Regions from separate parts of the Rattus norvegicus genome. Here region 1 is linked to region 2. Evidence: chromatin contacts called from public Hi-C data. All regions are on one chromosome and are shown on one strand. Each heading gives the region's core, a stretch centred on a gene start, on an enhancer-like site or on the middle of the called end of the contact. The rest is flanking DNA. Distances are from core to core; before and after follow the strand shown. Region 1 has its middle 9.4 kb from the start of Icos. Region 2 has its middle 31 kb from the start of Cd28.

Region 1 (5,388 bases), core at 1,629-4,128, 240 kb before region 2:
AGTGAGTTCAGATATCCAGAAGCCATGTAAAGCCAGGTGTGTTAGTGCACATCTGTACCCCTAGTACTTTTACAGCAAGATGGAGGATTTCCTGAAACTAACATGTCAGTTAGCCTGGGTTAGATGGTAATGAACAACAAAGAGACCTTGTCTCAAACAAGGTAGAATGTGTATACGGAAACCCAAAATCATCCTCCAACCTCAACACACACACACGCACGCGCGCGCGCACACACACACACACGCACGCACATAGAAGGAGGAGCTCTAAAATCTGCTACAACTTAAATACCCTCCCCCCCAAGGCACCTGTGTAGACTAGCATTAGAAATTAGGTTGAATTGCATTATACGTTTTAGATTATGCTTTGTATGAATGGATGACACCTACTGGTATAAACTGAAAGTGTGCTTTCCATTCTTAAAGAAAAAAAAAATAACTATTCATCTTTCAAGGCCACCAAAAAAGCAAAAGAAAAACCACATCCAGTAGAAGCCAGCACAAAGGTTCAAGCCAAAGATTACATGGAATGGTTGAGAAGCCTCTTAGGATACAGTAAGTGGAAAAGACAAGTGATATGTACACCATTTATTTAATCTTAATATTTAAAGTTTCATATGAAATATATAAAGTTGTAACCAGGAATATGGCTCAGTGGGTAAGAGTATTTGCTGCACAAATGTGAGCTTCTGAGTTCCCAATATCTACATAGAAAGAGCTAGGCAAAGCCAGCAAGATGGCCCAGTGATAAAGTAACTTGCTGCCAATCCTAGTGACCTGAGATTGATCCCAGGACCCACAAGGTAGGAGAGAATCTACTCCCATCAACTGTGCTATCAAACACACGCACACATACACACACACCCCACAGTAGGCAGGTACATGCATGTGTACTCACACACACACATAGTGGGGAGGGAGGAAGGGAGGGAGAGTAAGATAAAAGGAACTTTTAAAAATCCAGCAAGGTTGCTTGCTTAAGCGTGACCCCATCACCATGAAGATTGGAGACTGGAACCTCTAAGGCTTGCTGGCCTAACTCCTAACTGAGAAATCCCACCTCAAGGAACAAGGTAGACTTAATAGAGAAAGACTGACATTGTCCTCTGCCCTCCAAGTGTGTACAGCACACAGGTACACATACATAAACACACATATGTTCACACACATATACATATGAACAAAAGTAAAATATTATATAAAAGAAAACTGTGTAGAAATTATAACAGAACAAAAAGCTAGATGCCAGAATCTTGATGAAATTAAATCTTAATTACATTTTAATCTTAATTAAAATGCTAACATTTCAAAAGTTATATTTTCTTTGTGCTTTTCTAAATTTTAAAAATATTTCTGAATCATGTATTATTCAGTGAGAATAAGATGCATTGAATGTTAGTGAGGGGTGTTGTTAAAGTTTGGTGACTCTTCACTGTGCATACAGGAGTAGAGTGCCTTAAACATAAAGAACAAAGGTAATCATATTGCTAACAATGAGCTTTTTATTTTTTTAAAGAATTATTTATTTCATGTATGTGAGTACACTGTAGCTGTCTTCAGACACACCAGAAGAGGCATCAGATCCCATTACAGATGGTTGTGAGCCACCATGTGGTTGCTGGGAATTGAACTCAGGACCTCTGGAAGAGCAGCCAGTGCTCTTAACCACTGGGCCATCTCTCCAGCCCTACAATGAACTTGAGAATATGCCCAGAAAATGTTCTCATTTGCTTGGCTGTTAGTTCCACTGCACCTCACTATTTTCATTGTGAACCTGAGGCTTATTGCTCCTTTCTCCCCAAAACCTCCATGTTCAGCCTCCTGGCCCTTTAAACTCCCCAATAATCCCACCCCTTATATAACTGAGTGTCAGACCCCTACATACCTACTTGTGACTCTCGGGAGCACAGAGAATCTACTAATTCATAAGCGATTTTATGTGTAAAAAAGAGGGTTTCATAGGTATAGTTCTGTATTTGGATACGGAAACAGGAAGATGGATGGCGCATCAGTTAACATGCTTGCCACACATGTTGGTATTATGTCTAAGCTCCACCCCACAGCTACCTGGCAACAGCCAGGTATGCCTGACTATATAAGGGGCTGCTTGCCCCTCCCCATTCCCTCTTGCTCTTTGCTCTCTTCTCTTCCCTGTTCTTCCTTTGTTCCTTCTCTCTCCTATTCCCCTCCCCGTTGCTTCCTTCCACTTGCTCATGGCCGGCCTTTACTTCTCCCCTCTTCTACTCCTCTTCTCTCATTAAACCTCTCCACATGGAATCATGTGGGTTTGGTGTGTTCTGTCTGGACACAAGCCAAGATTTAAACCCCAACAACACAAGCAAGAGGACTAGACTTTGGATCCCCGGAGTCCATGCAATGGCAAAGTAGGTGTGGGGACTCAGCTGTAATTCCAGTTTCAGAAAGCAGAGATAAAGGATCCCTGGAAAATCTGGCCTCACCATAGTATCAAGCTCTGGGTTTGACTGAGAGACACTGCCTCAGTCAAGAAAGATTCCCAAGATGAACCTCAGCCAAGCACCCCCACCACACACGCAAATACACACACATGTGCACGCACACACACACACATACAAACACACACACACACCATATGTACATGAAAAGAAAACAATTTTAAAATTCCAGATGTAAAATTATTGAGCGTTTCAAATTATCAATGCCCCCTTTCATTTCTGAACTGTTGTTTTATGTCTTGGGTAGACTGCCTTGTGATTTAAGAAAGTCACATGGAACTAGGTCTTCCCCTGTTCTTGACTTCTGAACCACTTGAAAATCAAAGCAAGGCTCTCTCAAAAGTTGGCAGGCCATGACAGGACCTTGAAGGAGGTAAATAGATATCTGCTTGAGGCTCGAGTTATGGCAAGAAAGGTCAGAGCTGCCTGAAAAGCTTAGTGGGGAAGATGCTGTGAAACAGCCCAGAATGCCTTAGTTAGAGGCAAATGGAAGGACTGTTGGAAGGCGGGAAAGTTATTTGCATGGCATGGGGCTGGGCACACAACACCTTAGCACATGATATGCTCACAGGAACAGCTCTGTGCAGACAGATAATATTATAATCTCCATCTCATTAACACAGGGGCCTGTCTCAGAGAAGTTGCTTTACGATAAGCTGTGACCATGGCTGGAACCCAGACAGACCTGCTTCTATGTTAGCACTCTTCGTGTGCTGGGAAGGAAAGAGAAGCAAAGGCTCTGGGGTGTAAGAATTGGCCCTGAAAGTTTGCTTACAGTCCCATCTCTCAGAGGCTATGCTGCCTAAGGAATGCAATTATAAATAACCTTGGACATGGCTAACCACTCTCTGTTCCTCTAATTATAGACACGCAGAAGTATCCATAGCTCTTTGGTTTTGGAGTTTGATAAGCCATGTGGGTATATAAATATTAACAAAGTTTTTTGACAGGTACAGTTATAAAGCCATGAATATTAATGTCACACTTTATTATCCAACTTCCCTGTTTAAATCAGATTAGTTCAGAACAGGATTACTAAGTTTGGAATCAAAACCAAGTTGGACTCCCCAGCTCAGGGCATAAGTGGTTTTCTCAAATGGTTTTCTCAAAATCTCCCAAGGAACATGCAGGAAGGGAGTGTCTTAGGGTTTTACTGCTGTGAACAGACACTGTGACCAACACAACTCTTATAAGGACAACATTTAAGTGGGGCTGGCTTACAGGTTCAGAGGTTCAGTCCATTATCATCAAGGTGGGAGCACGGCAGCACCCAGGCAGGCATGGTGCAGGCAGAGCTGAGAGTTCTACGCCTTTAGCTGAAGGCTGCTAGTGGAAGACCGACTTCCAGACAGCTAGGGCTAGGGTATTAAAGCCCACACCTACAGTGACACACCTACTCTAACAAGGCCATACCTCCAAATATTGCCACTCTGTGGTCCAAACATACAAACCATCACAGAGAGGAAGTAAAAGGAGACTGCCAGAGTGATACTAAATTTCATTCTGAAGAGTGTGTTTTAGAGAGAGAAAGGTGAAGATGATTACTAGGCCTGCCACAGTATAAAGGTATAATCATTTAATCACTCTGGAAAACATGCAGACAGTTCGATGGAACAGAATCAGGTACCTGTGGACACAAGACTTTAAGGCTTGATAAAGCATGTTATATAGACTCATGCACTGGTACCAGAAACCAGGTTCTGAGAAACCAGCTTATCAAAAACTGGACTTGTTACCAGCCTTAAGCTTGACGGGTAGGCTTGGCACTGGTTGTCTGAAGCAGATCCCAGGCTCAGAGTCCAATCCCTCCCCCTGCTCTTAACATTTCTGTGAGTTTCTCATAACCATAAGGCTGCATCCATGCATAAAACTCCAGGTATGGCTGCATATGCCTGTAGCCCCAACATAGTGCAGCAAAGACAGGCGTTTCCTGAGAACTCAGTGGTCAGCAGACTAACCAGAAGAGCAGCTTCCTATTCCACAAGAGATCCTGTCTCTAGGAAGAAGGATGGAGAGTAGTGGAGAAATTCACTTAACATCTGTTCTGGTCCTCCATGTGTGAATGCGCCATACACACACAGAGAGCACACACCCATATACACACATGTACATATACACATGCACGAACACACATGCACAGACATGCATGCACATACATACACAGAGGACACACCTATATACACACATGTACGTATACACATGCACAAACACACATGCATGTACCGTACACACACAGAAAGAGTACACATCCATATACACATATGTACATAAACACATATACGCACATACATGCATCACACACATGTACATGCATCACACACATGTACATGCATAAATGAAATGAAATAGCACCAATGAATAAATCCCTTGGTTTGATAGTAATTAAAAAAGAATAACTATCATGTAACCTTATAAATCAGAAATATAGAATTAATATGTATCTTAAAACAAAACTATTACATTAAGAATCAGGAAATGTTAAATAATAAACTAAAAGTGCTATCTTTGCTTCAATAATTAATCTGGGCGAGATTCTTTTAGTCTGAGGATAAAGAGAACCCATAGTACCAATATTAGAAAGGAAAGGAGCATAGATACTAATGAGTCTTATCTTAATTTTAAAGGAAATGCAACACCAAATAAATACCACATAACTTTTAAAAACATGCCAGGAGTTGCTAATTTTCTAGAACACATAAAATTCGCAGAGAAACGGGAAAATGGAACAGACTATGAACCTGTGAAGAAATCGGAAACAGAACTAAGGAAAGGACCAGCTCAGGATTGAAAACAGACCACCCTACAAACGAACCTCAGTGGCCCTCAAAACACAGAGTTTCCAGGGTATGTAAAGTGGTCTGGAATCAAAATCTGGCATTGTGAGGCTGACATAGTATTAATAGGAAGGTATAAC
Region 2 (5,562 bases), core at 549-3,048:
CTCTTTTTTTCTAATTTGGCTTTTCCTTCTAAGCTTTCACTGTGCAGGGATAACTGTCCTCTGTTCAGGTGTTAGGAATATCAGGCTTCAAAAATAGTCACAAAAATAGGTTTGACATATCAGGACAACTTTTTGATAATATTTTGAAAAAATGGGTTTGATAATATCAGGACAACTAGAAGACGGATTTGGAGGGAATCTGAATGCTGGTTATGATTAACTGGTATTTATTTAGCCCCAAAAAATGTAGCTCTTGCTATTATCAATTGAGCGAGGCCAGAAAGCTAAAATATCTAAAAGGAGCATGTTGTGTGTCCCTCTCCCAATAGAGTATAAAACATTAATTATTATAGAACAACAAAAGGGAAGAATGATAGAAATATGAAATACAGTCTTATAGGCATCCAAAAATGCATCTAAACCTTTGATTTTCTTGCCATTCTCAGCTAAAATCTTTTATTTTGAGATTTGCACTTATATTGTTTCTTCTGGTAAAATTGGAATTCATGTATTTATAAGTTACTATATAAAATTCACAATGTATGCCCATAAGAACCAGAACTGTGTGGTGTCTGCTCACCGCAAACACAGGACTGAGCATATTAGGTGCCTTCTTATTTAGAAGAATTAAATAAATTCAATGGAAATATGTTTTGACATGACCCCCTGGGCTTGTGGAAGAAAGCAGGCTGAGCAAGCCATGAGGACCGACCCAGTAAGCAGCACCCTCCATGGCCTCTGCGTCAGCCCCTGCCTCCAGATTCCAGTTCTGTTTGAGTTCCTGCCTTTACTTCCTTTAATGATGTACTGTGATTTGAAACCATAAACCAAATAAAGCCTTTCCTGATCAACTTGCTTTTGGCCATAGTGTCTTATCATCACAGCAATAGGACCCTAGTAGAGACAAAGACAAAGTCAAGAGCTTTGTCCATCTAACCCTTTAAGTTCTTGATTTAAGCATCCTTGTGAAGTATCTACGCACACACACACACTACCACATTAGCACACTAGTTTAGGTAGCTAGCTGAGCCCTCCACTGACTAGGAAGCCTATGAGGGCCAGGAATATCTCTAGTCTCTTGTTTATTAGATCTCTAGAGACTGCAACTATTTTTCATGCATAGTAAGTGCTCAGGAAATAGTTGACGAAGGCCTCCTTTACAATATATTTATTTTTCTCTTTTTTAAAACCCTATTCATCTTATTCTTCCATTCAATTAATAAAAAATTATTTCTGTCCCTAAATAATATTATTTGCCTTCTCTTTCAAGATTTTTTTCCCTTAATTTCCCCAGGCAATTGAATTACCATTCTGTAACTTGGAATGAACTGTGTTTTGTGCATTTGTACCCAGGAAAGAATTTACCCCGAGGAGTGTATCTAAGGTTTTTTCCTTTACTCTTGTCAGGTGGCCACAGGGGCTGCTTTATTTGTAGGCTACCAGAATTGCTTCCCCATGGGGTTTCTCTTGCCTTCTGTATACACAGAATTCAAAGAATTTAGTCTGAAAAAGTAAGTTTCTTTTGGAGAGTAGTTTAAAATGAATGTTCTCAGGGGACTGGCAACAGGTCAGCATAGCTGTCTGTTCCCAAAATTAATTCTTACTCTCTGTTTTCACTTACAAGGGGAAGGGGGAGGAGAAGAATAAGGTCCTGGTTTAAAGTTTAAAGTGGTTCAGATGTTTAAAAATAGAAATGTAGGAAGGACCCTGAAAGAGTTCTAGTCCTAAGGCACCCAGAAGTCTCTAAAGTCGGTGACTCCTAAGTTGGGTGTCTCCTTGGGCCATCTGGCAGCCAGAGAGAGCTATTTTAAGCCATGGTAAGGCATGTTGGCAACCTCAAAAACCACACCCTTTGAAAGTGAACCTTGTCCACCAGCATGAGGCACGTCTGACAGGGGCAATGGGCAGGAAACAAGGGCTGTGCTATGGGCTTGCCAGTCCCACAGAAATGCTGTTGACTTCTTTAAAAGGCATGTGTCAGGACAAGTGCCTTATTCTTTTATTTACTAAATGCTCTGAAAACTGGAAAAGTCAATCAAATGTGGATGTTTCCAACATCCAGATGTGTCCTAGATTCAGCCTGGATGTGAGGGAGAGACTCAGATTGATTTAAATGTGGAGTGTTTTTTTTTCATAGTAGAAATAACTTTTCTGAATTATACAATCTTTCACATGACCCTCTGAAGGAAACAAAAAAACATAGTTACTGAGAAAGAATTATATTGGTTCTTACAAATATTCACTAAAAGTAGACATAGGACTGAATAGAAGAAGTTCAAAGTTTCTCTTACTAGCTTAAGGGTTCACACACATAGGGTGAGTTGGGTGTGAGTGTTTGTAATTCTGGCACTCAGTAGACTGAGGCAGGAGGATTGATGTAAGTCTGAGGGCCAGCCTGGACAGAATGATGTATTTAAGACTAGCCTAGGCTACAGGGAAAGACCCAATTTGAGGAAGAGAAACCATGAATAAAATGACTACCAAAAGAAAATATTTTCTTAAGTATTAGATATCTGTTTTCAGTTGCAGTTAGAATACATAAAATGCTATACTGTTATATCAATTATAACAACTAACAGAAATGGAATGCCTTGAAGTTTCCTGTTGGTTTTTATTCCAACTGAAAATAAGAATTACCCTTTCTTCCTTCCTTCCTTCTTCCTTCCTTCCTTCCTTCCTTTCTTCCTTTCTTCCTTTCTTCCTTTCTTCCTTTCTTCCTTTCTTCCTTCCTACCTTTCTTCCTTCCTTCCTTCCTTTCTTCCTTTCTTTCTTCCTTCCTTCCTTCCTTTCTTCCTTTCTTTCTTTCTTCCTTTCTTTCTTTCTCCCTTCCTTCCTCCCTCCTTCCTTCCTTCCTTTCTTCCTTCCTTCCTTCCTTCCTTTCTTCCTTCCTTTCATCCTTCCTTCCTTTCTTTCTTCCTTCCTTCCTTTCTTTCTTCCTTTCTTCCTTCCTTCCTTCCTTCCTTTCTTTCTTCCTTCCTTCCTTCCTTTTTTCCTTTCTTCCTTTCTTCCTTCCTTCCTTTCTTCCTTTCTTCCTTCCTTTCTTCCTTTCTTCCTTCCTTCCTTTTTTCCTTTCTTCCTTCCTTTCTTCCTTTCTTCCTTTCTTCCTTTCTTCCTTCCTTCCTTTCTTTCTTCCTTTCTTCAAAGGTTGACCACGTATTTGTTCCTCTTAAAGACTTGTTTTTGACTGGACTCCGACTCAGAAGTAGCAGATGTCAGAGAGGACAGCCTACGTCTCTTGGCAATCCGTTTCTGGCATTTGGCTTTGGCTTCTGTCATTCTCTTGTGGCTTCCTCCGCATGTTTCTTAGGGCGTTGTTTCTGCGGAGCAGCAGGTCAGCATTGGTGCTGCAGGACACAGGGAGCAGTGACAAGATGCTGAGTCTCGGCTGCTTTGGTCCCAGGTTTCTCACCTTCTTTATTTCAGAGTTTTCTGACAGTATATTGGTGGACATCATCTTCTCTAGACAGACTGAAAAGCTTTCAGATTTTGCTAGCGCACTTGGGCCCTGATGGCTGAGGCTCAGGAGTATCCATTAGGTAAGGAATCTCTCTCTCTCCCCGACCTGATTGGCACCTACAGTGCCATCTTTGAGCAGACTTGCATGTCCTTGCTCCAGTCCTTCTTGGTCTATAACAAGAATGCCCCTTACTTAATAACAGCTGTACTCTACCAGGGGTCAAGACATCTTGCTTTATGGGGAAACCTTGCCTGTGGTTCCCACCACTGTGAACCCTTCCGGTCTTCACTAAGGGCATCTCAAGTTTAAGCTCTTGAGTTGAAGGCAGTGGTAGGAAGTTTCTAAATGACCCAGATTTTAGTATCAGTTCTGACACATTCTATCTATTTAAAACACAAACCAAAATCCTCATTACGAAATGGGAAAACTCATATTTCCATGTCTACAGGGTACACTTGATTAACCAAAACATCAGTTTTGCACCTTCAGATATGTGTCATTTTATTTGCTGATTAGAGACCGGGTTAATTTCTCTAAGATTTATGTGGTGCATATGTGTGTGTGTGTGTGTGTGTGTGTGTGTGTGTGTGTGTGTGTGTGTGTGTGTATACACATGTTCCTATATGTGTGTATACAGTTCCTTTATGTGTGCACGTGGGTAAGTGCCCATGGGTGGCCAGGTCAGAAATTGGCAGCAATGTTTTTCTTATTTGCTTCTCTACCTTTTTAGGAAGGGTCTTTCACCTAATCTGGAACTCACTGACTGGCTAGCATAGGACTGGGTACCAAGTCTCAGCAATCCTCCCGTTTCTACCCCTAGCAGTGGGATTACAGGTCTTCATGCTTGTGTGTTGAGAACTTCACCAACTGAGCCATCTCCCCTAGTTCCAAAGTCTCCTCTTCCTACCAATATTCCACCTGTAGTGTCATGAATTATCACAAATGACATGATAATGTCCCCCATAGGAAACCTATAGTCCCCAGGTGATGGCACTGTTTGAGGAGATTTAAGAGGTATGGACATTTTGGAAGAAGTAAGTCCCTGTGGATGGCTTTGAAAATATAAGAACTCATGCCATTTCCAGTTCACTCTCTGCTTCCTGCTTGTAGTCCAAGATGTGATTCCTCAACTTCCTGTTCCTGCTGCCATGCCTGCTACCAGCTGCCCCCACTCTGCGATCACGGACTCGGACCCTGTAGAACTGGAAGCCAGAAGAAGGCTTTCTTCCATGATGGTGACCGAGACCATGGTGTTTTAGCGAGGTAATTAGAAAGTGACACCAACTGCAGCTTGAAAACAATTTGTAGCACTTGGCCAATTGTTTGCCAGCAAACACCACCCAGAGGCTTCCCTCCAAAGTCTTGTTAGGCTCTGGAACCTCATGAGGCTAGAAAATTCAGCAATTTCATTTTGCGTTTGGTTTTGTTTTCAAAAGGTTTAACAATAAACCAAATAGAAAGAAGGAAATATATCTGCTGATGTCTCCGTATGTGACAATATTTTGTACCTTACAAAAACGATGTACTTGATCTAGACATTTGAATGAAGTTGCCATGGAAGATAAATAGTATGAGAAAATAAACTAAAAAAAGGAGTGGGCCCAAGTCCTCTTTGTTAGTGACAATCTAGACAAACTTTCTTTCTTTTTTTAAGATTTATTTTATGTATGTGTACACTGTCACTGTCTTCAGACAAACCAGAAGAGGGCATCTGATTCCATTAAAGTTGGTTGTGAGCCACCATGCAGTTGCTAGGAATTGAACTCAGAACCTCTGGAAGAGCTCTTAACTGCTGAGCCATCTCTCCGGCTCCATGAACCAACTTTCTTACTGTAACTCATCTATAGGTTTCTGCAAGCTATGAGGAAACAATTCACAGTGGTGGCTGCGAAGTTGAAGCCTTTGGAAGTTTCAAGTCTTCAACTACAGCCAGCCTTGAATTCCACTTAGGAATGTGCAGTTGGAGCCAGTAGTAAAAGCTTGTCATCTGGACAAAAACCAACATCGAGTTGGCTCTTGGGTAGATCTGGACAAAGAAATCTGAAAATCAACCGAGTAACTTGTGGTTGATATTGGTTATTAACCTTCCTAGAATCTCCTAGAAA

What was found. A called contact is a pair of places that touch in the nucleus more often than the background predicts.
Region 1: a Hi-C map of psoas muscle shows a contact between it and region 2, with 2.9 times the contacts expected there. The contact joins two enhancer-like sites. A contact is called at or near these places in 2 of 12 Hi-C or Micro-C datasets (frontal cortex and psoas muscle).

The regions. Positions count from the first base shown.
Region 1 is chr9:69,865,746-69,871,133 of GRCr8, reverse strand. It overlaps a transcript of Icos not described here. Among named protein-coding and RNA genes, the nearest start is that of Icos, 9.4 kb to the left of the region's middle. Within about 2 kb of position 2,878, at least 1 of the 93 cell types and tissues checked has an H3K27ac peak or open chromatin away from gene starts, as enhancers often do.
Region 2 is chr9:69,627,012-69,632,573 of GRCr8, reverse strand. No RefSeq gene overlaps it. Among named protein-coding and RNA genes, the nearest start is that of Cd28, 31 kb to the left of the region's middle. Within about 2 kb of position 1,798, at least 14 of the 93 cell types and tissues checked have an H3K27ac peak or open chromatin away from gene starts, as enhancers often do.